Linked DNA regions of Sus scrofa: regions 2 and 3 are each linked to region 1. Evidence: chromatin contacts called from public Hi-C data. All regions are on one chromosome and are shown on one strand. The core of a region is the stretch at or near the end of the contact, and the rest is flanking DNA. Distances in the headings are between cores, read along the strand shown. Region 1 has its middle 610 kb from the start of MAFB. Region 2 has its middle 440 kb from the start of MAFB. Region 3 has its middle 370 kb from the start of MAFB.

The links. Hi-C and Micro-C count contacts between places; a contact is called where the count stands out from the background.
Region 2: a contact with region 1 is called in a Hi-C map of skeletal muscle, with 7 times the contacts expected there. The contact joins two enhancer-like sites. A contact is called at or near these places in 2 of 47 Hi-C or Micro-C datasets (psoas muscle and skeletal muscle) and 1 of 2 datasets of contacts at active chromatin or transcription factors (skeletal muscle).
Region 3: a contact with region 1 is called in a Hi-C map of skeletal muscle, with 6 times the contacts expected there. The contact joins two enhancer-like sites. A contact is called at or near these places in 3 of 47 Hi-C or Micro-C datasets (psoas muscle and skeletal muscle) and 1 of 2 datasets of contacts at active chromatin or transcription factors (skeletal muscle).

The regions. Positions count from the first base shown.
Region 1 is chr17:42,796,280-42,800,052 of Sscrofa11.1, reverse strand. No RefSeq gene overlaps it. Among named protein-coding and RNA genes, the nearest start is that of MAFB, 610 kb to the left of the region's middle. Within about 2 kb of position 2,397, at least 8 of the 83 cell types and tissues checked have an H3K27ac peak or open chromatin away from gene starts, as enhancers often do. A contact at or near this core is called in skeletal muscle, where this site is marked.
Region 2 is chr17:42,970,779-42,974,665 of Sscrofa11.1, reverse strand. No RefSeq gene overlaps it. Among named protein-coding and RNA genes, the nearest start is that of MAFB, 440 kb to the left of the region's middle. Within about 2 kb of position 1,800, at least 3 of the 83 cell types and tissues checked have an H3K27ac peak or open chromatin away from gene starts, as enhancers often do. A contact at or near this core is called in skeletal muscle, where this site is marked.
Region 3 is chr17:43,043,020-43,047,060 of Sscrofa11.1, reverse strand. No RefSeq gene overlaps it. Among named protein-coding and RNA genes, the nearest start is that of MAFB, 370 kb to the left of the region's middle. Within about 2 kb of position 1,335, at least 13 of the 83 cell types and tissues checked have an H3K27ac peak or open chromatin away from gene starts, as enhancers often do. A contact at or near this core is called in skeletal muscle, where this site is marked.

The DNA.
Region 1 (3,773 bases), core at 1,148-3,647:
GTTAGCCATTTATAAAACAATTTGGGTGGGATGAAAAGGTACAGGTTCATTAATTATTTGTACTTCATAGTTTTCCTTAAGTAAATGCTGGTATTTATTTAAGCATAAAATTTTCTTACACAATGTCAATTTATTCCTTGTCTGATTATATCATGTTTCAAAGAAATTTCTGGTATTTCTTATTTTTGCAAATTCCTTACATTTCTTTTTTATGCCTTTTCTCCTTTTACTTGGACAGTCTTCTAAAAGGTTGTCTGTTTTATTAGTAAACTCATCTTTCTTTTTTTTTTAGCCATGCCCAAGGCATGCCAAAATTTCCAGGTCAGGCCAGGGATTGAACATGCACCACAGCAGCCACCCAAACCACAGCAGTGACAACACCAGATCCTCAACCTGATGAGCCACCAGGGAACTCCTATTAATAATTCCAAAGAATGAACTTTTGTTTTTGGTAGTTTTCTCCATTGTTTGTTATTTTACATTTCCTAATTTTCTTATCTTCTGTTATTAGCAGCTTCTGTACACTTGGGGGTAGAATTTAGTCTGCTTTTATTTTCAAATCTTTGAGTTCAAGGCTCAGATTATTCATTAGTCCTATTGTTTATATTAAAATTATGCATTAAGGTTATAAATTTCCAAGTACCAATTTATTGTCATTGCACAAATTCTAATGTTTTATTATACTTTTGTTATTATACTAGCACTTTTAAGAAAAAGATTCCCAAACCATATCTGACAAGACCTTTTCCTTGAGTATTTATTAAAGTCTTTGCACAGTATCCTATCCCATTTTCATTTAATAGATATGTGACAGTATTTCCAAATTATACTGGGTATATAACTTTAGGAATGTGGGGACACTTCCCATATTACTGAATAACACAAAAATCCCTAGGAAACCAAATGTACTGCAATAAAAAAGGGCACCATATCTAATTATAAATCCTTCCTAGGCAACCAATAGACTACAACAAAATAAAGAAACTGCACTAAAATCTGTTAGCCAATAGGACACGCCTCCTGAGAAAACAGAAGTGAAACACCTCTATGATGTTTAAAACTAGAAAGGATCTTATAGATCACAGAGGAGTATACTTCTTTATACACAGGCAAATTGAGTCTCAGAGAGATTGAAGGACTTTCTAATTTCACAAAATAATTGGTTGGAGACTCAAGACTAAATACTCCCTGTGTAGCTGGAGCTTTGTTATGATTATTTACTTTTTTGCCATATTCCCTCTGCCTTCTTTCCTAATAAATGAGGATCAACAGGTCTGTGCATCTATAGAAATTTAATATATTCCTATCTTAACTAAGCACTTGTAATGCACTGTGAATGTAACTTTTGCTGTTTGAGGTACAACACCAAAGTAGTACAAATTTCTCTTGCCTTCTTCACAATTTCACAAATTGAAGATTCATACTTACCATGTATTAGCAACCTCAGCAGCCTACTTCCTATTTTTTTTTAATTTCCTTATTGAGAACTTTCACCTTTTCTCATAAAGGAAGCACTTTACAGCTTCTCTTTAGCATATCTGAATTGCCAGCATCACGACTCTTGAGCCTTAGAACCATTATATAAAGTAAGGGACACTGAACACAAGCACTGCGATTGCTAACCAAGAATGCTATTAAGTGCTATTAAGGGGTGCGATGTCCTGGACAGAGGGGGTTTCCTGTCCTGGATGGGATGGAGCAGGACAGTGTGAGATTTCATCACCCTACTCAGAAAGGCATGCAACTTAAGACTTATGAATTGTTCATTTCTGAAATATTTCCAGAATGCAGATGACCACAGGTAAATGAGACAAGGGAGGACTACTGGATCTCTTTGATCACATATCCCTCTACCCAGCAGTTACTTCATGACAGTTTAAGAAGTATATCAAAGTAAATTGTGGGCACTAGTATACTTCCTCCTAAATACTTCTGCATGCACCTTATTGGGAAGAGTTTATTATTTGTTTACAATTCTTTTCCTTTCTCATTTAACATTTACATGTAACGGAATACAGAGATCTTAATTAAAGGTACATTTGCTGAGTTTTGCAAATGCATACAAAGAAGTCTCCTGCCCCTTTACAAGGGAACATTTTTAGGATATAACAATTAGGTCAAAGTGGAGCAGGGGTGATTTCTATCATAAAGACCCCAGGGCTAACTCAGTTTCCCCACTACATTTTGTGCTATTAAATCCCTGCAGTTTCTTAGATTTTTCATTTGTGGCATAGAATTTAGTGTTCAGGAGCATGGAGGATAAAGAGCCAAATGGAGACAGAAAAAGCCATGTCATCATTAAAAATAAACAGAGACACAAATATGTCAGAGGACAGAGGTAGGCATTTCATTGTGCAAGTGATTTATGGGGGAAGCTAATTTTAAACAAGCTCAGGCCGCCTGCTGTGGTGCCTTGCAGCCAAACAAACAGTCAAAGCACCCTTTCGACAGCAGCTGAGAGCTGCTGGACTCCTCAAGGAGTAATCTCATTTTCCTGGTGGTGTAAAAGGCATTAAGCGGCTGTTTACTGTCTAAGGAAACCCTGGTTAAGTCACTAAAAGCTGATCCTGCTGAATACCGTAGAGTTACGAGCATCAGGGCTAGAGACAATGGCTTCAGAGTCAAACCCACACAAAACACGGACACATTAAAAACAAATAAAGCAGGGCCTTCCCTGTTTATTCCCAGCTATAAACTTCTTTTCCTTAAATCAGCACCGGGACAGGAGAGAGAGACAGGTCACCCAGGAAATCAGTGCACACTTCTCTGGCCTTGTTATTCGTGTCCGGTTTGTCACAGGGATCGGGTAGGGACTGAGAGTTATGCCAGCGGGGAACCAGCCAGGTCACAGAGAAAGTGGAAACAGGAGAGGCAGGACTGTGGCCTCCTGTGTGGTGGAGACACTGCAGGCTGTATAAGCTGGCCAGTCCAGGATTAGTAGACTCTATTTTTAGATTGGAGGCCTTGGGCAATTAGTTTTCTCTGCCTTCAAGTCTGAGGCCTTTCCAAATGTCAGTGTTGAAAAATGTGTGGTTCAAAAGTCTAATCCTCTGGAAAGTCCTACCTAAGCAGAGGTAGAGGTATGTATGTGGGGTAGGGGCGGGGGGAGCAGAGAGAGATGGGTTGTCAGCAGTAATTTCAATGAATGAAAATTTAATATGGACCCTTAATACCTAAGGTTCAAAAGCCAACTGAAAGGTAAAAGAAGGCTGAGGTGATAGATTAAAGAGAGAATTTCTTTGGGAAAATGTATGGGAGCATTTACCTCTTACCATTCCACGAAGGGGGAGGGGATGTCACCCTCTTGCCTCAAGTCTTGTGAGAGGTGTGGAAGCCCCAACTAGGGAACTAGATGCAGTGAACAGGTTTGATATTCCAAAGGGGTTTCAGTATCCAACAAGGCATGCACACTGACGAGTGAGAACTAACATCAGCTGTGCAAGGGGGGTCTGCTCTGTAGGGCCCAGTTTTAGCAAGTATTGACTCTCGGGTTCCTGGATGGGGGCTGGGAAGGCACCGGCATTGCTTGAGGGTTTGGGGGGTGCTCAGTACCAAGTGTTATAGGAGTACGTCAACCCTCTCACAGTCAGCATGCCCTACTGGCGCACACTAGCTGACTAGCAGACCTGGACAGCAGACAGCTAGGGGCAGTGGTTAGGGTGCGCCTGCAGTGCTATGGAGCACTGGCAACAGTGCTTGGTTCCCACGGAGGAGATGTCAGCCATGGATGCAGGAGAAAGAGAACTGATCTTTATCGCCATCAAGGGACTTTG
Region 2 (3,887 bases), core at 551-3,050, 180 kb before region 1:
CCAGAGCCACAGCAAACCCAGATCCAAGCTGCATCTACAACCTACACCACAGCTCATGGCAACACTGGATCCTTAACCCACTGAGCAAGGCCAGGGACCAAACCCGCAACCTCATGGTTCCTAGTCGAATTTGCTTCCGTTGCACCATGACGGGAACTCCCTAAGTATCACACTCTTAATATCTTTTAGCTCATTGAGGAATAATTTTTTTGTTGTTGTGAGCATGTCTTTTGTGTGCATTTGTTGTCTACTGGGAGCTAATCCTTATGCTTTTTAAATTCTTTCCCATCTTTATGTGAAATTATTAATTTTCTTGAACTTTTAGAGGAAGTCATGGTTAGTTATAGTTTTCCTAACTTCACAAAACTCCATTTCTGTTGTTATAAAATATGTCGGCTTGATTTCTAACATCTATCCCTTTTCTGATTTGTCAGATGTCTATATCTTCCCTCTGCATCTTCTCACACTGAAGTTGATACTTCTCTGGTTTTGTAGCTGCCTGTTTTTCACCAGCCCATTTTATTTTGTGTTTTGACCAGGGCTGTCTGGTCATTTGGTTTGGCTCTATATGGTTTTTGGCAGCTTAAGTTTTTTTTTTTTTTTTTTTTTTTTTTTTTTGGTCAAGCCCACAACATATGGAAGTTCTCAGGCCAGGGATTAAACCCACACTACAGCAGTGACCCAAGCCACTGCAGTGACAAAGCTGGTTCCTTAACCCACTGCATCACAAGAGAACTCTTGGGCTTAGGTTGTTGTTATGAAATTTTGTTTTTGTGGGGGATTCAAGTAAATTAAAAAAAAATGCCACTCTTGCCACTAACTTCCCAGACTCCACTGAGACATCACATTAATTAAAATATAAATAGTTCCAATAACAGAAATAATTAAATAATAATGTTGAATAGTAAAAACACAATTTGAAGATACATTTTAAAATGTTAACATTTCTTCATTCCATTTCTTAGAAAACTTAGAAGATCACTTTCAATATGATTCAAACGTCTATCTTAAAGTAGGAGCCACTATTGTAATTAATAGGGAAACATTAAAATCAATTTCATACAATCAGGAGCATTACAGCTATTTCTGTTATTTTTAAAACTAGTGGTAACATTAGAAGATGTATTAGTTTCAATTTTAATGAACACAGGACTACTGTTCTATGATTACTTACAAAGTTAACCCCCAAATCCACCTAGTATTTGAAAATGTAGTACATTTGTTCCTTATCCTCGTCTGGTTTCTTTTAGGCTAAACATGTCAGATAAGACAGGTGGAGGTGTGCCATTATCATTATAGCTAGTAGGGGCTGGGGAATTCCAGAGCTTACACGCTAAGCTTTATTACGGAAATTCAATTTTTAAAAATATATTAATTTGTGCCTCATTTGGAGCTTATTTTTATGTCTGGTTTTGTCCTGGTTCCACATTTCAGAAAATAGAGACATTTGTTAAGAGTAGTCGTTTATTTTTATTTTAGGAAATAAAAATAAATAAAAAGGCCATGAGGCTCTAAAGCACATTTGCAGAGTTGTTTTAAGTACTAAAATAATTCCAAATGCATCTTAAGGAAAGATTCATTAAGAGCTTAAAATATAAAAGTTTTAATGATGCTCAAGAGTGACTAAAAAAAAAAAAAAAAAAAAAAGTCAGTCCCACATGAGAATCAATGAAGGCAAACCACTTCTTAATTACTACGGGCAAAAATATTTTGGCCAGTTTTTCTTGCTTCCCCTCACAGGCAGAGGCTTGGAATGCTGCCTGCTCTCATGCCACTACAAGTGTGTACTCTGATCTGGTGTCAGAATGTTGGCTTACAGGTCAGAGAGAGATTTGCCATTTACTGAAGTGTACATGGAGTACTTATTCACACAAGTTTTTCCACCCCTGTTTCCTTCGGCCAAAATGCCATATCAGAAATAGTTGAAAGAATGGAAAATGTTCAACTTGAGGAAAAGAAAACTCATGAAAAGGATAAGAGGGTATAAGCTCTGTATTCAATTAAATGAAAGGTTTTTATGGGGAAAGAAACTTGTTTGGCATTATTTCAGAGAGAACAACTACCATAAATGGGACAAAAGTTGTAAAGGAGTGAGTTTAAGGCAAAGACTGAGGAAGAAGGCCTCTCTCCTTCACAAGCTTTACATGCCCTACCTTCCTTCCCACCCAAGTTTATTCCCAGAATCCTGTACTTCTTCCAGGAAAGAACTCTCCCACAAATTTATTACCTCCCTTCTCCTGAAATCTCTCTTCTAGCAATGGAGGTCTTATCTGCTTTGAAGGGATAAATTCATTCTTCATTTTAAAACATAGAGGGTTTTACATCAAAGGTAGTGTTAAATGCAATGAAGTCACTTTCACATCAGATTTATTATACTAAGATGTAATTATATTGCACTTGGCTCTATTGTGAGCTAATGAAAGAAAAAATGACCAAAGGACAGAACTTCTACAAAACAAATGGAAGCACCTTGGCCCTAATACTCAACTAGACTAATTATACATAACCACAAATAACCTGCCTTCAAGGGTACCCACAGAGTCAGACTGGACACAGCCACTGAGAAGGCTTAGGAGTATGGGAGGCCAGAAGCAGATACTGTTTCAATGGGTCCTGTCCAGGCATTTGAAGACATACAATCCTCACTTAGTCATCTGACCAGTTTGGCTCTAAGTTGTTTTCAGAATTAAAAAAAAAATTGCATACATTTTTTTAAAGACTTGGATGGCTCTCTTTCTTGAGTCAAATGTTCTAGCTCTCCACTGCCAGGCATGCTGAAGGGCAGATTCCTCTAATTGGCAGGGCTTCTGCTCAGCTGTCATGTCTCTATGCAATCTGGGTTATGGCCAAGAGAAGTGGAGAGCTGGAAGGTTCTGGTGGAATGGGGTCTCAGAAACTAGGTCATTTCAGACCAAAGTGACATGATTGCTCAAAGATAATGAGGAGTCAATAGAGCAATTGCTAAAGCTCTTCTTTGAACTGATGATGTGGATACATCTCCAAGAAACCTGAGAACTGTAGGCTGGCTTCAGCACCAAAGGAATGCCTCATCCATGACTTAGACCCTTTCTCTTCTTCATTGATCTTCTATGGATCTGCACATTTGCTCCAGAGTGATAAACCTGGAAATGCAGCCTAAGCCTATGCACATGCACCTCCATGGTCCAAAAAATGGGAATTACAGCACTTACTCCATCTTATACACTGAGTCCTTACAAATGCCATTAAAACCCAGCCAAAATTTGTTGATCCAATATTTGTTAAGGGAAGAAAGAGAGAAAGAGAGGAAAAGAAAGAAAGAGGTGGGGGAAAGAGGGAGGAAGAAAGGAAGGGATAGGGAGGAAGGAGTGGGGCGGAGGGAGAGGGGGAGGGAGAGAGGGAGAGAGAGAGAGAGAGAGAGAGAGAGAGAGAGAAAGGGATATTGTCCATTCCACTCACTTAGTGATCTCCATCTTCATCCTTTGAATTCCTCATATTCATTCTCATTGTAGAAGAGAACAATCCAAAGGAGAATGTAGGGATTGGAGCTGAACTCATCACTATTGCTGGAACAAGACAGTTCTATACACAAAGAGGAGTAGAGAGAGATTAAAAGGTCAAGTTAAATAGCCAAAGTTTTTGGTTGGATCAAAGAGCTCAGATTTGTTCCAAGGGTTCAAGAATTAGAAGACTATGGGAGGTCAAAACTATAAAGCCATACAGGTTTATTGAGAGAACTAAACATAGGCTAGAGTCAGAAAGCCCTGAGTTCAAAGCTGACTCCAATATCTATGTCATGCATAAATTTTGAGTAAGTTACTTTTAATGCCAGTCCTTATTATAAAAGAGATAAGTAAAAACACCCACACTATGAGGTCTTTGACTTTTCACCTTTCATCCTTTTGTCT
Region 3 (4,041 bases), core at 86-2,585, 250 kb before region 1:
TGTTTAGCCAAGCACCATCCATGGTCATATGTGTTGTTTCCCATGGACTGTATACGTCACCCTCAACACATTTATCCGTGCATCCTTCAACAGAAATTTATTGAGCAAAGCATGTATCAGATAGAAGACTAGATGCTATGAATACAGCAGATATAACTGCTTCCTTCCTTCAAAGAGTTTGCAGTCTAGCTGACTACAGAATTTCAGATGTATATGCCACCTTACCCACCCCTGCCCTGCCCACTATCGTAATGAGGATTGCCCTGGGTTTATAGATATGAAGCCTACAGTTTAAAGAAGTATATGAAAATTACCAAGGCCACCCAGTCCATCTGTTGTGCGGATGGGTAACATGCTCATGTCTGACTCCAGAACTCCCATGCTGCTGGTTACCTGGCCAATGACTAATATTGGATCAGTTCCCAGCGCCCAACAAGGAGATGTCAAATTTACATGTCTGGCATTGGATCTAGAGCTTTAAAGATCCAGGTGAGGGTAACAGAAGCAGAGAAATTGGTTCCTGTTGTTGGTGGAACCATGACCCTTCACAAGCAGAAGCAGGGGGAATGCTGACCAGCTACTATTCATGAGGGTCTGCCCAGGAGTTCGGCATATTGGGTTTGCATGAGGGCTGCCATCTTCATCTAAATAGCCTTGGGCGAGCACTTCTCTATCAGACTCATCTTTCCTCATCTGTAGAGTGGAAAATATCAACATTGACCTTTCCGAGTGGTTGTGAGGTTTCAATGGGCCCATGTATATAAAACATTTAGCATAAAATGTCAGCTGTTGTTACTGTTTTTATGCTTTTTTTTTTTTTCCTTGTGCTGAATCTGATTGCACTCTGGAGTCCCTGGCTTGTTCTGCCAATTCTGAGCCAAGCACCTGCTTCCTCACCACCTTTGCTGTCCTCAGGAGCCCTCAGTATGGCCTCAGCTTCCATCAGTATGGCCTCAGCTTCCACCTTAAGAGAATGTGAACATGATCTGTCCCCAATATAGTCCAGGGGTGCAAGGAGGTTGCTAATTAGAAATGGAAGGGTAGGCACAGCTAATGGTTTTCTGAGTAGCCATTTACACTCACAGTTTGGGAATTGGGTGTGATTTCTTCTTGGAATAATTCCTTAGAGATTTGGAGCTTGTTCTGATGTTGTCATCTAGTTTCCAGGGTCTCTTCTATTCTTTGAAGACCCAGATTTGGGACTTGGCCCTTTGGCCCAGTTCTCACTGCCAGGTTAGACAAGTAGAGATATTATTTGTCATGCTCGGGCTAGGTCGCCTGGCTGAGATGCTCACCACTGGGCCAGGCCTTCACTTTCTCAACCTGGGCTCTCAGCCATGGCTGGAGAGAAGCCAGCAGGGAGGAGGCAGGCCCTGGGCAGAGCTGGGCAGGGGTGGGGGAGTAATCGGTGCTGGGAGCCTGAGGTGGCCTGCAGCTACATGGGCGGGATTAGTGACATCAGCCCCTCTAGGGGCAGCAGGTTCAGACAGGAGGAAAGGGAGACTGCCTGCGCTGGGTCAGCGGGGGCACTGGCAGCTCGGAGAGTGGGTCCTCCCAGCCTGGGCTCCTTGGGGCCTGCCCGTTCTGGCGTGCCTGGTGGGGAAACCTGTTGAGTGAGTTCCCATGTGTTTCCCCATAAGGCTGAGGCTTGCGGTCCAGGCTGGAAAGTGGGGTGAGGGGAGGGAGCTCTTTATTGACTCTGACATTTACTTGAGAAGCTGCCAAAGGGTGGTTTATGTTTCTTAAACAGAGATGTGTTATGATAGGGAGGCTGCTTCTGTGGAGGTGAGAGTGAGCCGTGCCTGAGGCTGGGCCTCCCTGATGAGTCCCTCTGCCAAGTCAGTAGGCGGCCCAGCAAAGGCGGCAGAGGGCCAGGTTTGGGAAGGGACAGGCTTAGCCACCCTTGACACAGAGCAGGGGACTTGGAGAGAGTCAGATCATCTCCCTGATCTCTATCCCCTCATCAGCTAGGTCAGAATAATGACCTCCCCTGCCCAGGGCTCCTTAGTTGGGGGTTCCTTAGCTACATCCTTCCTCTGCACCATTCCAGGTGTTTCACAAATATGATCTCACTTAATCCTATAAAGACGGCATGATGTAGGTGCTATTATTAGCCTTGTTTTACAGATGAGGTACAGAAAGACCAAATCATTTGGCCAAGGTCTCACAGCACAACTGTCAGAGCAGAGATCTGACCCCAAGTCAACTGGCTCCAAGGTCTCCAATCTTAACCATGATGCTATGCTTCCTGGAACTTGCAGAGGACTCCGGTCCGCTCCTGCGGAAGGTGTAAATCACTTTGGAAGAGCCCAATTGTAGATGCGACTAGCTGATGAACACACATCTCTTTTATTGGATTCTGAGACAGCCATCTTGATTTCTGCTAATCACCATATCCCTGGGACCTAGCTGGACCTGTAAGAAACTTCCCTGCTGCACATATGTGAGAGGCTAATGGGAGCATCAAACAAGATAAAGACATAAAGGTGCTTCCCTTTGGAGGCACCCCACACTGCTCTGAGCTCACGAAAGGACTTGGGAAATGTTTATACCTGGGACAGACTTGTTGTGGGGCTGAGTTTATCTGGTGACCTCATTTTGTGGGTCTCAGTGTAGCACAATTGCTCACAAGTGGAGTCACCCCCACATGGCAGCCATTGGAGGGATTTGCCTCATCCACAGACGAGGAACAAGGGCAGGGGCCATGTCTTACAGGCAGGCCAGCACCTCACAGACCTTCTAAAACTTTCAAGGGTGACCTCACACAGCATCTCCCCAAAGTACTTGCTATTGAATCTTGAAAACTGACTCACACCATCTTTCTACCTTAGGGAAGAGCATTTCCATCACTCTGTTCAGCAACCTAAATCTCATCTTCAGCTTCTGCTTCAGCCCTAATGAGGAGCATCTCCAAAGTGCCAAGTGGTTAAATGCCCTCAAGAAAGAGGGAGCAAAGAACCCAGCTTCCTGGTTGTGCATTCCCCTCTCACTACCCTGCAGCTTCTGTGTTTGTGAAGCTTGTGTGCATGAGAGGAGTTGAGGGCCAGCCTTGAACTCTGGTCCTTAGATAGACTCTCTGCAGTCTGTTCACGTCCCCACTCATGGCAGCTGCAGCAAAGGTAGGTCTGCACACGTGCATCTGTGCAAGAAGGTAATACCATCCCATCTCTAAAGACTCTGAGGACTTGACATGTTCATGGGAAGATGTCTTTTCAAAAATTCTGTTAAACTTGGCAAGGGTAATTCCCTCTTTGACCATGCTCCCCACTGAGCACCCCCATTTCATGTTCTTGAGCACAGGGAATGCCTCCTCTGGGCACAGCTGGCTTTGCAGAGGGTTTGGTTGGTACAATACAAACATGCTACCAATCTGACAGACAGATTGCAATGAAAGCCTAGGTCTAATCGATCATTTGGTTAGACAACATCAGAAAAACATCTGCCAAATATTACATTTAGATATATTTAAGTCCTGTTAAAAGAGATAATATTGGAGGAACAGGTTTGGAACAACACTTCGTAGAAAACATCAGGGGCGTTCTCACTGTGTCTTAGCCGGTTAAGAGCCCGGCATATGGTGTCTGTGAGGATCCAGCTTTGATCCCTGGCCTCGATCAGTGGGTTAAGGATCTGGTGTTGCCGCAAGCTGCAGTATAGGTTGCAGATGTAGCTTGGATCTGGCGTTGCTGTGGCTGTGGTGTAGGCTAGATGCTGTAGCTCCAATTTGACCCCTAGCCTGGGAACTTCCATATGCCTCAGATGCAGGTGTAAAAAGAAAAAAGAAAGAAAGAAAGAGATAGCATCAAGTAATGAAGAAGTGACTTCTGTTTCTTTGCCCCAAGGGAAACCCAGTCAGTCAGGAAGTCACCACAGACCAACTGAGAGCCCTGTTCCAGGACTAGGGAAGCCCTTCCTCGGGATTCACTGGCCCCCACCCTAAATTTTGTGTCTGGAGAGATAATAAAGCCAGAGAAAGACTGTGTCAGTAGGAGAAACTGACTTAACTTTTTTCCTTAGCAAATGCCTTAATCACCTATTTGA